Linked DNA regions of Triticum aestivum: region 2 is linked to region 1. The links are chromatin contacts, called in public Hi-C maps. All regions are on one chromosome and are shown on one strand. The core of a region is the stretch at or near the end of the contact, and the rest is flanking DNA. Distances in the headings are between cores, read along the strand shown. Region 1 holds the start of LOC123085366 (probable BOI-related E3 ubiquitin-protein ligase 3). Region 2 holds the start of LOC123085367.

The links. A called contact is a pair of places that touch in the nucleus more often than the background predicts.
Region 2: a contact with region 1 is called in a Hi-C map of leaf, with 4 times the contacts expected there. The contact joins the promoter of LOC123085367 here to the promoter of LOC123085366 in region 1. A contact is called at or near these places in 2 of 5 Hi-C or Micro-C datasets (both in leaf).

The regions. Positions count from the first base shown.
Region 1 is chr4A:95,190,201-95,195,399 of IWGSC CS RefSeq v2.1, reverse strand. LOC123085366 (probable BOI-related E3 ubiquitin-protein ligase 3) reads right to left here and starts at 2,033. Exons shown (of 4, transcript XM_044506991.1): 1 at 1,849-2,033; 2 at 1,646-1,743; 3 at 1,217-1,509. The coding sequence starts at 1,943.
Region 2 is chr4A:95,377,344-95,382,542 of IWGSC CS RefSeq v2.1, reverse strand. It overlaps LOC123085367, which reads right to left and starts at 2,280. Exons shown (of 1, transcript XM_044506992.1): 1 at 1-2,280. The coding sequence starts at 1,939.

The sequences.
Region 1 (5,199 bases), core at 784-3,283:
AATCCGTTTCAAGGTTTAATTTGTAGTTTCATCTACTCCCTCTATCCCAAGATAAGTGACTCAACTTTATACTAACTTTCCACTATAGTTAGTACAAAGTTGAGTCACTTAATTTGGGACGGAGGGAGTATGTTTTAGCTAAGTACGAACTCCGGTTTTGTTGGAACTTTGTGGCGCGAATCTGGTGTTTAAATTTGCAGTGTGAACTTTAGCAGATCTGTTCTGCCGGGACCTTCGAGTTCCCACAAAATCATTTTAGGGTAAAACAATTTTGCAGTACCGATTTATACAGGATCTGCTAGAGTTGCTCTAATATGAGCACCAGCAAGGCAGCAACGCCTGCAGAAGATACACCAGCAGCAGATGCCACCTCAGACATGGAACTGTAGTTAAAAAGGCATGCCTAGTCGATAGCAAAACTCCTACTGCTTAATTGCGCTTAAGCATGCACTTTGGTCAGAAAAGCGCAAGGTGGTGGCAACAGACAATTAAAACCTATCGGTGTTTTAAATTTGTGTGGAAGCATGTATGCACGAGTCCCATTGCCTCCTCCGACCTGTATTCAGGTCTGCTCCATCTGCTTGGTTCGGTACAACTGCAAATTAAGACGAGAGCTTCTGTTTTACTCGGGTATTGGTACCTGTTAGGTTCCTGGGGACTGACCCCAAGCTGCAGACAGTAGATCATGTACTCACCGTAGCTGAGTGTTCAGATCTCATTTGGGATTCCAATGTTGGACTGGGATTCAGATGGTCGAGTACATTGCTGCTAGTGTGGTGTAACGGAGCCAACCGAAAGGCAAATGGAAGAGGAGTTTGAGCTTTTGGTGGTGTTTAATTGAACCACAAGATTTGGGTGGTACCAATGATATTTACCCAGTTTTTTCTTCATTAATATTTCACCGTTCTTATGTTTAAGACTCACAAGATTTATTTAAACGGCATACCATGAGAATTCACTCATGAGAGCTACCAGTAATCGAGAATCGTCGCATGCCTTAATAAGAAAATAAGAAACCTGCAACATTAGAAAAGTGAAGTGAAGAGACTATCTATATGTGCCCTTCACCTGCAGAGACTATATTGACCTGACAAAGTGAACGCTTCACTAATTACCCCAACAAACCTTCGTCAACTGATAAAAAGACAGCATGTAAAGCATAGAACGGATTGCACAACTCAAATCGCCCAAAGGAAAAGGTTCGAGAGCACGTGACCTGGGCCCTGATGAAGCGGTCCATATCAGCATCTAGACGCTGGACCTCACGGGAGATGTCGTCGTCCAGCATCGGCAGCAGGAGCAGCGGCGAATCGCCCGAGGAGTTCCCTGCGCCAGCGCCGCCGCCGCCATGGCGCCTGTCCTCCAGAGAGAGCGCCAGGCCCGTCGACACCGCCGAGCCCGTCTGCAGGAAATCGATGGACGACATCTGCGAGTTCTCCCCCAGCAGCTCCTGCTCCCTCGGCTGCCTCCACCCCATACCCGCCGCAGCCGTCAGCCCCGCCGCGTCCACTACTACACAGAACGCAGCAAAATCCAATGAAATTTCAATTCCAATCCCTCGAAAATCAGCGTCAATTCAATTGGATTTTCGAAAGACGAATGGGGAGATTCGCGGGCGGGGGGGGGGGGGGGGGGGGGCGCTTACTCTGTGGCTGCCGGGCCTGGTCCGGGAAAGCGGGCGGCGCGTTGAAGAAGGCGAGAGGCGCCGGGATCTGTCCATCGATCGGCACCGGCAGCGCGTTCCTGCCGAAATTTCACGGGCATTAGGAAGGGGATTTTAGCGCGACTCGTCTTACCGCAGGAAAACGGACGGAGAAATGGCACGGGGCCGAAATTGAGATGGGGCACCTGAAGGAGAGGGGCGCCGGCGGTTGCTGCTGCTGCTGCGGTGGCGGCGCCGCGGGGTGGGGCTGCTGGAGGTGGTGGTGGGAGAAGAAGGCCATGGCGAGAGGAAGGTGCGCGAGAGGGGAAAGGGGCAGGTCGCCTCGTCGGAAAGGGAGGAGAGAGAAGGCGGAATTGGGCTCTGTACTGAGTGCCGGCAAATAGTGTGATTTGGGTTTGGTTTACTTCAAGTAGATGTGCAGTTGACATGTGGGGTCATGAACCTTGGAGCCCACATGTCGGTTCGATATTTCTGCGTTCCCCGTGCTTCATTAGATTTTGAGATGTATTTTGTTGTAAAGCCCTTCGTATTGTTCCTAAATCTACTATTTTCCCTCAATATATACTCCCTCCGTTCCTGAATATAGGTCTTTTTAAAAGATTTTAATATGGACTATATATTGAATCTCACTCTAAAATCCGTCTATATACATACGTATCTAATCCATATTGTAATCTCTAAAAAAACTTATATTTAAAAATAGAGGGTACGCACACAAGTTATTGCGTTGTATTCGTATAGACAATATTTACAGGATTCAATGAATGTAAAATCAAAGAGAAAAACAAAGTTTGATGCAGATGTATTTTCGCACAAAAAGCACAACAATTTGTGCACAAAGAGATAAAGCACGACACATAATCTTTCCCCCTTTTTGATTTGTGTGTTGTAGAGGAGGTCGTGATAGATGGCTAGAATATATGAAACATAGCTTTGCTTTCATTTCAAATTAGAAGGGTTTGGCGCGCTTTGTCGCTTGTTGGTGTTGTTGGATTTTATAACTTTTTTTCTCTCTCTGTTTCAAAATATAATGTGTATTATATTTTTTAAGTCAAATCTCTTTAAGTTTGACCAAATTCATAGAGAAATATATCAATATCCATGATATAAAATTGCTACCATTAGATTCATCATGAAATGAATTTTCATATTTTAATTATTTAGTATTGTTGGTGTCGATATTTTAGGCTTTAAACTTGGTCAAAGTTTAAATTTTAGTCTTTTCAAGAAACTAATATACCTTATATTTTGGAAATGAGGGAGTATTTGGTTTGGCAAGTGAGGGAAATGATGGAGTGTGATTTCCTTTTATCACGACGCGGTGTTTTGGTGTAGCTTCGCGGTGTGTTTCTGTATTATCTGCTAATAAATTCATACTTATGTGGAAAAAGTTATGCGCCCCTGACTACATGTACTATATTGGTGCTACAGTATCGCATGTTAGCGCTTATTTTTTTCTGGGTGGTGAGGGGGTGCGCGGGGTTGATATGTTTTTATAGGTCAGTTGTTGTCGATTGATTTGAACAATCAATGACCCGATCAAAATCATGAACTAAATCCAAAATTGAATATCTCAATCAACAAGAAAGCTTCAAAATTAGGGAGCGTAGTGAATTAAAAAATTAAATAAGAAAGTTCCTTGAAATTTTTTGACCTGGTCAAAATCGGGTGATCCAATTATAAATTGAAGACTTCAGATGATATGAGGCCTTAAAAATTAGGGAGCATAGTGAATAGGAAGCATAGTAAATTAAAATAATTGAACAAGAGAGCTCCTTGAGAAATAATTGACCGGGTCAAAATCGGATGACTCAATTCTAAATTGGAGGCCTCAATTGACTATGAAGCCTAAAACATTGGCAAGCATTGTGGATTAAATATTAGAGAGCATAGTGAATAGGAAGCATAGTTAATTAAAAGAATTGAATAAAAGAACTCCTTGAGAAATCGTTAACCCGGTCAAAATCGGTTGACCCAATACTAAATTGGAGACCTCAATTGACTATGATGCCTTAAAAATTAAGGGGTATATTGAATTAAAGGAATTAAATAAGAGAGCTCGTTGAGAAATCGTTGACCTGATCAAAATTGTGTGATCAAAATTCAAATTGGAGACCTCGATTGAATCAGAGGGCTCCAAACTTAGGGAGCTTAGTGTTATAAAAGAAAAGATTCTATAGTAGCCCAAAGGTGTTTCACCGAATTACTTCGTGGCTGTTATTGTAATACTATACAGAGAAAGAATTTTCTTTAATCACATGACTAGAGAAAATAGGATTAAGGTAACACGGATCATACCAGAAACCAAGAAAAATCCTTATTACAAAAAATAATAATTTTGGACGTTGCACCTAATTTTCCCAAAACTCAAAATTTTGGATATTTAAATGGTGCACTTTGGACGAGTGGTTCAGCTATAGGTTTTGCATTTTAGAATAGATAAATAGAAAACTAATAAAATCCTGAAACATTTTTTCTAGGGTTTCTTGAGAGAGGCGACCTGGAGGCGACTTGCACCCCCTCGAGCCACCAGTGTCGCTGCGGATTCCGTTGGCCTTTGTCGTCTACTGCGGTAGGGGGGATATGGGGGATCCCGGATCCAAATGTCTTGACCGTGTCTCGTAGAGTCTTCAAGTTCTTCGTTGTCGGTGGAGTTGGGCAACATCAACGATGGGAATAATTATTCCTCGACTTTTTCCATGTAGAAGTTGCATCGATGAGTCCATGGATGGTGTCAAACGTCGGGCACTTGGTCTGGTGTGATTAATGCTTGTTCACGACAGCGGCCACATGTGGAGGAGATGGTGTTGCCATGTTATTTTGTTCTCTAGGTCCATATCAATCCAATGAAGCTCAACCAGAGACGGCTTTGTCGAGGAACTTGTAAGGTTGTGTTCCCCTCCTTTGTCTGGTTGGAGTCGAGATTATCCTCTAGCCCTCATTTCCGACTTCTCCATGACGATGATTTACCCAATTCATGGGCACCATTGTCTTCTGGTCTACATAGATGACTTCCCGTCCAGTGCTTCTACAAGCTTATGGGTTTGAACCAGGTTACTCCGGTGAGACGGAGGCCTAGAGACGGTAATGATATTTTTTCATGACACATCATCTATGGATGCAGAAGGAACACAATGCTGATTTGGCAAGGACTTGCACGTAATTTCTTACTAACATAAGAAGGTTTCTTGTGAGGGATGATATTTAACATATGGCCTTTCAAAAATACTTGCTTGCTCTCGTAAAAAAAAGACTTGCTTGGCTCGTTTTACCAAAAAAAATAGGTTTATCGATAGAGTCCTATCCTGAAACCTGATATACGCATGAAGACACTAAAAACATGTCACTGTGAATTTTGAACTCAAAATATAAATGTATAATGTTAATCCAAACTTTTCATGCAGTGTTCTTATATACAGTAAAGAAGAAAAGCATGACATTGTGAAGAAAAATGACGATAAGAGCTTCACGCTATTCATTCAAATTTTAGACATACACCATGCAACTGAAATCCCTTCCCTATTACTCTAAAATCG
Region 2 (5,199 bases), core at 1,031-3,530, 190 kb before region 1:
CCGAGAGAATTCTTTCATTCATTGCCTTGACAGCACCCTGGAAGGTATCTGGCTTGAGGAAAGATAGGAGCCTGCGAAGAATAACCTCAAGAGCTGCTTTCCTGATCGACTTCTCTGGGATGCCAGTGCCTGAGTAGGATACGGGGACATCAGTCTCATTCATCTCTTTCCTCAGAAGCTCAGCATCACAGTGGCCAAGCTTTGTCGTCCTCTCGAATGCCCTTATATCAAGGGCATTGGCCAAATCCTGCCGCAATGTGGTCTTGCTTCCAACCCTCTTGAACTTGGATGCTTCTACAATAACAAAGGCTTCCTCTCCTTGAGCATCATGTTTTCCTTTTGAAGGCTTTAGCTTCTTTTTCTGCAGTGTCTTCAGATGTGAGATGGCATCATACACCTCCACCCTTTGTGTCATCTTAAATGCCTCCTTGAGTGCCTTCTTGGCCTCCTCGGACTCTCCCTGCCCAAGCAAAGCGACTGCCTTGTTTAGCTGAGCACGCCAATGGTTTGGTCGGATGCTCAGCACACGAGTATACATCTCCGCAGCTCGCACAAATCGGCATGCGTCCATGTTCAATCCACCAAGATTGTATAAGGCATCAACATGCCCAGGTTTAAGATCAATTGCTTTCTGGAACTCCTGAACTGCACGGTCATCATCCCCTACTGCATGCAAGGCTGACCCAAGATCACAGTGCGCATCAGCATAGTCTGGCTTCAGGAAGATGGCCTCCTCCAGTGCCTTCTCCGCTGCACGGTATTCCCCAACACCAAAGAGTGCACTCCCAAGGAGCTTCAGCGCGCGGGCATGGGATGGGCACAGTATGGCAGCCTCTCGATAGTGCTCGCAGGCACCAAGCACCATCCCCTCAGCCTCCATTGCAATACCAAGGTTGACATGGATCTGTGGGAGAATGTCCGCGGACTGGGAGTTACCTGCCTCTGCCGCCTCGAGGGCAAGGAGGAACTCCTCCTTGGCCTCGGCGTGGCGGCCCAGGGCGTAGAGGCAGTTACCAGCGCGGAAGTGCGGGCGGACGTCGGTGGGCTGAAGCTCGCAGGCACGGCGGAAGCTGGCAAGGGCGTCTCGGAAGAGGCGGTGCTCGGAGAGCGCCCGGCCGATGACCATGTGGTTGTCGAAGGCCTCCTCGCGAGAGCGGGAGGCGTCCGCGCGCGTGCGGAGAACAGCGAGCTCCTTGACGAAGGTGAGGTAGTCCCGGCTGGTCTCGTCCCACGGCGCGGACGCCAAACCCGAATCGGCGGAGGCGGAGATCTCCCTGGACCAGCCGGCCTCGGAGAAGGAGTCGAGATTGCTGCCGCCCCCGCTGGTGTCGACCGAGGAGGTCTTCCGCAGCTGCTTGGAGCGGAGGCGCTTGACGAGTATCTCCAGGTCGTCGAGGAGCGCCCAGGAGGAATCGAAGGCAATCCCGTGGCTGGGCGAGGTCGCCCAGGCCGGCGCGGCGACGGCGGCGCGGGAGCTGGACGAGGGGCCCGTGCCGCCGATGCCGAGCGGCTTGAGGTGGTCGTCGAGCAGCGAGGCGGCGACGGCGGCGCCGGAGGTCGGGGAGGAGGAGGCGGCGGCGTCCCCGGGCCCGATCTCGGGGGAGGAAGCGTCGGAGTCGACGGCGGGAAGGGAGAGCGCGAGGAAGTCGCGGTCGACGTCCCCGGCGCCGTCGTCGTAGGTGCGGAGCAGGCCGGTGAGAGACAGGCCCTGCCCCCCCGGGAGGATGAACTCGGCGTAGGTGCGGAAGACCTCGTCGAGGATGGCGGAGATCTGGTCGTCGCTGAACTTGACCCGTGGGTTGACGGCGACGACGAGCTTGGCCATCTCGGCCCGGTCGAGCCCGCCGTCCCCGTTGGCGTCGAAGCGCTCGAAGATCCTGCGCACCTTCTCGGCCCGCGCGCCCCTCCCCGCCGACGCCGCCGACGCGGACAGCGCCATCGCGGGAAGCCGCGCGCTGGGTGGGGGGGCGGAGCGGCGATCGACGGCGGATTCGGCACGCGCGGGGGCGGGGGATTTGAGGGGAGGGGGGAGGCGGGGGGCGGGGTGGAACCAGGGTGGAGCGGCGGTTGTGGTGCGGCGTGGGCGTGGGCGTGGTGTGGTGGAGGTGGAAGGGAGGGAGACGATGGTTGGAGGGGGGGAGGTGGCAGCCTGGCTTGTGGCTGGGCTAGCTGGATGGAGGGCTGAATTCGCGAGGGGAGGGCGCGTGCTGGTTCCCTCGCCATCACATGGACATGGTGGGATAGGGCGCTCCGCCAGCCCCGCTCCGTCCGTCCGGCCGGCACTGGTCAAGATTGCAAGGCTTTGGAGCCGCATGTATGTGTGGGCGCGCACGTTGAGGCGTTGGAGACCCCGTCACGCTCGGTCGCGCGCGCGCTCTCGCTGTCCCGCACCGTTATGTTTTGCGGTTGCAGTGGCCTCCTGCTGCTGGTGGCGGTCCTCGGCCGGTCGTGCTGCTGGTACCGCGGTCAGCAGGAGTGAACTGGTTGGTAGGTCCGCCCCCCGGCAGCCTTCTTGTCGTCGGGGACCGTCAATTTGGGTTTTGGTCCGTCAAAACAAGATCGCCAATGTTTTTTTTTTTTGCGGGATAAACGAAGATTTCATTAACTCAATGAGGCTTCCTGGCCTCTGAAAGGTTTACAATGCAGTGTAATCCCGATCGTAACCAAACAGCCGTGCGCGGGGTACTACGCCCATAAGCGGCGAGTGCGTGACTAGTATTATTTTGTGATCTACTAATATGAGAAAAGGAAATCTCCCTTGATTCAACAGCTACTATTCCACGTATTTCCTCGACTAGCGCTCGGACTTGTGAGCGATTCGCCGACTGTGCTGACAGCATCGAGACCGCTTCAGTACTGCCCAACTCCACCAAGATGGGCATGTTTGTACGGTGCAAGGCCAGCTGCAGTCCCTCCCTGCATGCTTCCAACTCCGCTTGGAGGCTATTATTACATGTAAACAACTGCCTGCATGCTGTGAAGATGAGCTCTCCTTTTTCATTTCTCAGGACCATACCACCACCTGCTGCACCTGTGGCCTGGACAAAACTTCCGTCGGTGTTGAGTTTTGTCCAGCCGGGTGGAGGGGGTACCCATTGAAGCGTTGGCTCCTTCACACTGCTTGCATGTATAGGCCGGCCAACTTCATGCACAACCATTTTGCCTTTCACCAAGTCTGCATGTGGGAATTGGTGGATGCTCAGCAAAGACGTGATGTACCCGTGAAGAAAACGCCTGGATGCTTCTGTGGGCGGAGGAGCCTTGTCGTGGGTAATTTCATTGCGGATGTACCACGCCCGCCACATGATCATGAGGACGACCATACGCGTCGTGTCCGACAGAGGGTTCAGAAGCGTGAAGAGCCACTCTGGTCCATCATTCTCTATGGTGTCCACCTTGGGGATCGACCAATCTTTCTCCATGGCTCGCCAAAGGTCCCTGGCAAGTGGGCACCTGCACATCGCGTGGAAGCCGTCCTCTCGTTCCACACCACAGAGGGGACATATGTCAGTAAGCTCAAGGTGGCGACAAAACTTGTTAGCCCAGGTAGCCAGCGAGTTGGTTACAATTCTCCATGCGAACACACGTACCTTTGGGGGAGCAGGGCACCCTCATATGATCTTTCAGATGGCGCGATGACCATCCGGTGCCCTGCTCGTAGCAGTTGCCAATGGACGTTCACGCTCGTCCATGGCTAGGCGGTAGGCGGATCAAACGGTGAAGATACCGTTCCTCTCAGGCGCCCATGCGATGATGTCGTCGGTGGCGCGAGGCGATGTGCGGATGCTGCTGATAGAGTCAATGTCCGGAGGGAGGAAGTGGCGACGAAGAAGGTCCATACGCCAGTTGCCTGCCTCGTCAAGGAGCTCGGCAACTCTCCTGAGCCGGCAGGTTCCTTGCTGGGTAATGGGCTGGCGCGATGGCTCGGTAGGCAGCCAGCGATCACACCAAATGCGGATGTTATGTCCATCATCGACACGACACACGATGCCCTTCTTCAAGAGCTCAAGGCCATGTTGGATGCCCTGCCATGTAGGGGAGGCGTTCCCCGAGAAGACAGTATCTTCAAGGCGACCCTCCGAATAGTAGCGAGCCTTAAGCACCTGTGCACATAAGATATTAGGATTAGTGAGTAAACGCCACGCCTGCCTGGCAAGCAGGGCCTGGTTGAACAGGCGGAAATCTCTGAAGCCCAGACCGCCCTTCATCTTATGCGCCAAAATTTTGGGCCAAGCCAGCCAATGTGTTTTCCTCTTCCCTTCCGAAGAGCCCCACCAAAAGTTCTGCACCATCCTATTCAGATCATCACATACGGACATAGGAAACTTGAAAACACCCATGATATAAGTTGGGATGGCCTGTGCAACAGCTTTTATCATCGTTTCCTTACCAGCAAGAGAAAGGGTATCCCCCCATGCGATGATTCTTTTCAGTAGCCTGGATTGCAAATTCTGAAATTTACCTCGCGACATACGGCCATCAGGTGTTGGAAGGCCCAAATACTTGTCCTCAAAATCCAGAACATTCACATGCAGTACAAAGCGGACCCTTTCCTGGTCCTCCATGGTACACGAATTGCCAAAAAGTATACTGCATTTAGCTGGGTTAATGCATTGTCCTGTTGCCCGTTCATACACAGTGAGAACCTCATGTACCTTTTTTGCTTGCTCCTCCTTTGCATTAAAAAATAACAGGGTATCATCTGCAAAAAGCAAGTGTGACACGCCTGGAGCTCGTCGACACACTTTCAAAGGTGTATATTCCCCCTTTTCTTCAGCATCTTTCAACAAAGCAAACAAACCATCAGCCACCAGTAGGAACAAAAAAGGGGAGAGTGGATCACCTTGCCGTAGCCCTCGCGACGGTGCAAACGAATCCAAGAGGGTTCCATTAAATTTAACAGTGTATCTCACCGAGGTGACGCACGCCATAATCCAGTCCACCCACCGGCGAGCGAACCCCATCTTTTGCATCATTCGCTCCAAGAAGATCCAGTCCACCCTGTCATACGCTTTAGACATATCCAACTTGTAAGCACAAAAGCTTTTGTTAGGGTCTTTTTCATGTTGAATAGAGTGAAAGCACTCAAATGCTATCAGGGCATTATCAGTGATCATCCGCCCGGGGACAAAGGCGCTTTGCTTCGGTGAAATTATCCCATCCAAAATGGGCCGCAGGCGGTTAACCAGGCACTTAGAT